Regions from separate parts of the Zea mays genome. Here region 1 is linked to region 2. The links are chromatin contacts, called in public Hi-C maps. All regions are on one chromosome and are shown on one strand. Each heading gives the region's core, a stretch centred on a gene start, on an enhancer-like site or on the middle of the called end of the contact. The rest is flanking DNA. Distances are from core to core; before and after follow the strand shown.

Region 1 (2,700 bases), core at 140-2,639, 150 kb after region 2:
CATAGTCTGGAACTGTGTCAACCTAGGTCTGGACCAACAAAATGTTGTCCGTCTCCTTTCCCTCTCCCTCTCCCCCCTATGCATGCCCACGGCCAACAGCGCAGCTGCAATGCTGCATCCGTGCTTTCTGCATGCACCGGGGCTGACCGGTTGGACTTGGGCATCTCTCTCGCGCTGCATCTGCCAGCATATGGCTCTGGCACTGGCATGGGGTGCCTGCCTGGCTCCCTGCCAAAAGCGTCCGTCGAGGCGTCGACTCGTCTGTAGCGTGCGCGTCCGCTAGCGACAGCAAAAAGCAAAAGAATATATTTCACCTGGAGAAGGGCGCTCCGCCGTTGGACTTTCGTCGTCCCATGTCCGAATGGTGATGAGCATGGCCATGGCTGGCGCGCCGCTGAATAGAACAGGACGCAGAAGGATGGATGGATGACTCATCAGATTTGCAGACCGGAGATTTGTTTCGGGTAGGAAACGTACAGATTCTCCTGTTAACGGGGACCTCGTCTTGTCTCGGCATGCAATAGTAGTATAATTGCATACTCCTATAAAAAAACAGAGGAGAGACGGGGACGAAAAAGGAGCAACTTGCCAGCTGAGCATTTGTTTGTTCCCTTTGACTGACTGGGAGGGGAGCAGAGCAGTTCACACTGTTAATGCTGCATGCATGTCCTTTACTATGCTGGCAGCATGGCAGGATCCAAGGCGGAGGACGATTGTGCGGAGCGGCTTGTTGCGACCGGTGCCGCTGCCGCCCATATTTTGGACTTGGGATGCAGGATACTCAAAACCCCGGTGCCGGTGCCGGTGTGCTGACAGCACAGCACAGTGCGTCGTCACCGAGCCAAAAGAGGCAGAGATCGATCGTTACCACTGTACTAGTGTACTGGCCCTCGCCCTCCTCGCTCTCCCTCACTCTCATTCAGATTCACCAACCCCACACGGAACCATGAATGGGCACACATGGTCCTTTAGATGCTTGTGGACGTGGAGTACCGTGACCGTCTCGCTGCTGCGTGATAAATGCAGAGCCCGATTGCTCGGATTCTCGCTCGCATGTGTAGTGTAGTAGTACTGAGCGGACGTTATCGGGTTTCAAAGGACTGTACTTACTCCTGCTAGTAAAAATACAGATATACAGCTGGTGCTCGTACAGTACTCCGCAAGTCCGCATACATACACAGCCACTTCATTTTTAAAGCATTTTACCTGTGAGCTCGGATTTTTTAAAGTGCAGAACATGTTCCCATCGCCTCAAATCCAGCGCCGCACCAAATCCGGGACAAGAATTTACCACCTCTCCATCCATCTCGTTGCCTGCCTGCCTGCCTCGGGCTGCGACTCCACTGGACGACCCTACTTCACCCTGGTCTTCCACCCCACCCCACGCACACGAAGACAGAGAGAGCCCTCCGGGCGTCGATTCCGCCATACTGCCACCATTACTGACGCCCCCTCACCGCCTCCGGGCCCAACGAGCAAGCCAGGGAAGGGGAGCCGAGGCCTCGCCTACGCCTAGGCACGCCCCTCCCCCTGCGCGACATGTCAGGGGACCGCTCGCCCACGGTAGAGCGCCGGCGGGGGATCCGGCGCCTCCTGCTGCATCCCCGCGGCGAGGCCTCCTCGTCCTCGCCTCCGCCGCCGGCGCCGGCGCCTGAGGAGGGGAGGCGGAAGGGGTTCGCCACGGCGGCGCTGCGCGGCCTGGGCTGCACGTCGGCGTCCGCGTCGCAGGCGTACGCGCCCGGGGAGGCCGCGGCGGCGGCGGCCGTGCGGTCGTCGGCGGACTGGCAAGGTCGGCGGCGCAGGAGGGGGAGGGACAGGAGGAAGGAGCGTGGCGGGGGCGGAGGAGGAGGCTTCGTCACCGGTGGGATCGGCGCCGACGTGTGGTGCGCACCCGGCATACCCTTCGCGGCGGAGGCGTCCTCCGTGAACTGCGTGGTGGCGCGCCACCAGATGGTGGGGAGGGGCGGCCGCGGCGCCGAGGGGGACAGGTCCCACAGAGAGGTCTGTCCACGGCTTCCTCGCTTCTGCTGCCTGCCACTTGCTTTCGATCTGTTCGTGCTCAGATTTCGTTCGTTTTGAAAGGATTTCACTCTGGCTGATTCGTTCGTTCACTCTGGCTGGCGATCGTTCTATTTTTTAAACAAATAATTATATATTTTTCCCTTCTGCCATCTTGCGTGCTTTGTGTCAGGTTCACAGCATTTCTGGTCCCCTTCAAAATTTGATTAATGCCATCAATCTCCTAATTAATCCTAACAACCGTGGTTACGGACGGTCGTCAATATTGTTCAAAGATCAATGCGATTGGCTGTTCGTTGTTCTCTGGCCGCGTGAACTCCTTTATTTTAATATTCTATAATGTTACGCAAGTGGAATCTTTGCCATGTTCTGCTGTATTGATGAGCTCTCTCTCACCTGAACAGAGGCCGTGCTTGTCCCGGAGGGTGACCGTGCAGGAGCAGATATCCTCGTCCTTCATGGACTCGCCGCCGCCGCCGCACCTCGATGCCCCCTTATTCGGCGCCGATCTCATCCCCTCCGGCCGCCTCCGCCGGATGCGCGGGTGGCGCCACTCCCCCGGAGGACTCGAGGAAGAGGTACGGCATACCATTGCATTGCATTGCAAAGAGACAGACGGTTGCTCTTCGCCATCTCGCTTGCTTACACACATCAACCGCATCGATCCATGGCCTGCGGACT
Region 2 (2,700 bases), core at 141-2,640:
TCGTGCCGGCGGACATCCGCTTGATGGCCACCTCGTCGCGGCCGCAGCGCGGCCGGAGCACTCCTTTGTACACCTGGCCAAAGCCGCCCGCGCCAAGAAGCTCGCTTGCCTTGAACCCCTTGGTGGCCTTGTAGAGGTCCTTGTACGCGAACCTGTGAGGGTGCTTCAGCTCCCAGTCCTCCAGTGTGTCAGCGAGCTTTGCCCTCTTTCGAAGCCAGAACAGGATGGCCATGGCCGCGGCGATCAGAGTGAGTGTCCCCGCGCATGCCACGGCGGCGAGCTTGATGATTACGAGCTTGGAAAGCGCTGCGCGCGGCTTCGGAACTTTGGGCAGCCGCCGGAGATTGATGGATCGCGCGAGCCCATTGGTCCGGAAGCTCCACGCCAAGATGTAGTGCGAGCTCGCCAGCTTCCCGGTGGCCGAGGAGAAACCGACATACATCTCCTCCCTCAAGATCGGTCGCAGGTCGAGTTTTGTTGAAATCAGCGGCCGAAGAGGTCGGTCTGCCACGTACACAGGGGCCACGGTCACGTTGAGGACGCCGCTGTCGCCGTCGTAGTCTATCCACGCCTGGATTGGCTGCGCACTCTCCAGCATCACGGGCACCTTGGCGTTTCCGCCGGCGTAGTACGCGACAGGCTCCGACACGTTGGAGACGAGGCTGTTGACGTCGACGCCGACGTGGTTGCCGTTGGTGTCGTTCAGCTCCAGGTCCAACACGGTGTCGAACTCCACGGCGAGGACATGGTTGGCGGGGTTGCCGTTGGTGGTCGGACCGAGGACGCCGAGGTAGACCTCGGGGGACGCCCCGGGAAGCACGGTGGACGGGGCCACCACGAAGGCCAGGCCGTGGCCGCCGCCGCTCCCGACGGTGACGATGTCGAGGACGAAGGCCGTGCTGAACGACGACGGCGGCCTCCCGCCACCGCCGACCTCGAGGAAGCGCACGGGAGAGCCGTGGAACGCGTGGCCTACGAGGCGGTTGCTGTCGTTGGTGAGCTGGAGCGCGCCTCCGTGCAGCACCGACGCGGAGCCGTCCAGGGTCAGGTTCGCGTGCTGGAACCCTTGGTAGATGAAGTCGACATCGTCGGCCGAGCATGAAACCGCGAGGAGAAACAGAACGGACAGACATAGAGCAGAGCTGGGCGGCACGATCATCGTGTTCGAAGCGCTCTCTGAAATCGAGATGCCACTGAGCACAATGAGCAACGGGGAAGCTACTAGTACTATGGTTTGCCGAGCCTTAAGCCGCCAGAACGTGGGGGTTTCTCTTTACGCGAACAATCGCGTTCCTATTCCAAACAAATTCAGGTTCATGTAATCTTAAAGTTAGGTTATACAAAGTACGTTCTCGATCCTAAAATAAGCACACATCTCAATCACCAACAAATTGAACTTTTTAAAATCTAACTAACTATATACAAAACATAGTGATATTTATATCTTCAAATAAGTTTAGTATAAAAACATATTCTACAACCAATCTAATAACATGGATCACACATTATAAATATTAATTTTTTAAACGTATTTATTTAAATTTAAAAAGTTTAATTCTTCAATAAGCGAGATGCTCTTGTTTAGGAACCGAAAGAGTATCTCCATGTTCCCATACCCGCTCTCCATGGCTGCTAAGGGCTGAGTTAGCAATTTATAAAGGACCGTCCTTGCCTCCTTGGTTTGACTTGACTTTTGACTTTCACTTTCTAATTAATTTCGTGGGCCCCACATGTCCTTGCGAGCGCCCAATCATTCTCATTCTCTGCTGCGGTGCAATTGGCTGCACAAGGGCTATCATGGTGACGCCCGAAAGAGTGAAAGGTTGACAACATGGTCGTGTCAACAAGGGCATGTGATTGTGATGTGAGTAGAAATGCAGGACCCAAAGTGAAGGAACATGACTGGCTAGAATTCCCAGGCTTTCTTATGCAAAGACTATCTTTAGTAGAATCCATATCTCATTCCCTATTTTAAACAGTATAATGCAAAACAGTATTTTTGACGACTTTTTACACGGCCTGCTAGAGATGCCTATCGCTCACCATTCGTCAAGTCGTCCCGGTTAGTAGTTTACGTACCTGATTCGTGGTTGTATACACCCCCAAAATCCCTAAGACGAGCAGACGACTGACCGACCGGTGATTGGGGATAAACTCGTATGGTACTGCTGGTTAGAAAGAATAATCCATTTCAAAATTACCATTATTGTGGAACAAATTTGGATAAACATTTGTCTAAATTTATTCATAAAACAACGTCTTTTTCGAGATGAAGGGGAAAGTACATAAAAAAGATGCTACTCCTACCTGCAGCTTAGAGATATTTTTAAAACATCTGACTTATATAACAAATATAATATTTTAATATGGATATATATATATATATATATATACGAGATTTGAAGCTAACTTTTAATCAAGTTAGTACATAAAAAAGATGCCACTCCCTACCTGCAGCTTAGGGATGTTTTTAAAACATACTACTTATATGACAAATATAATATTTTAATATAGATATATATATATATATATATAATTTGAAGCTAATTTTTAGTCAAGTTAGTAAGCATATTATGAAGTATAAGAATAAAATTTTGTATAAATTTTTGTGTACGTTATTTTCTCACTACAGCAAAAAAAATGAAAAAGCATCTAAACCAATATTCGGATAGGTATCCGAATTTTATATCAATTATTTTA

The links. Hi-C and Micro-C count contacts between places; a contact is called where the count stands out from the background.
Region 1: a contact with region 2 is called in a Hi-C map of leaf, with 2.1 times the contacts expected there. The contact joins the promoter of LOC100281993 here to the promoter of LOC103651308 in region 2. A contact is called at or near these places in 3 of 25 Hi-C or Micro-C datasets (ear and leaf).

What each region holds. Positions count from the first base shown.
Region 1 is chr3:212,215,079-212,217,778 of Zm-B73-REFERENCE-NAM-5.0, forward strand. It overlaps LOC100281993, which reads left to right and starts at 1,390. Exons shown (of 5, transcript NM_001154908.2): 1 at 1,390-2,001; 2 at 2,424-2,597. The coding sequence starts at 1,540.
Region 2 is chr3:212,067,279-212,069,978 of Zm-B73-REFERENCE-NAM-5.0, forward strand. LOC103651308 (L-type lectin-domain containing receptor kinase SIT2) reads right to left here and starts at 1,391. Exons shown (of 1, transcript XM_008676930.2): 1 at 1-1,391. The coding sequence starts at 1,159.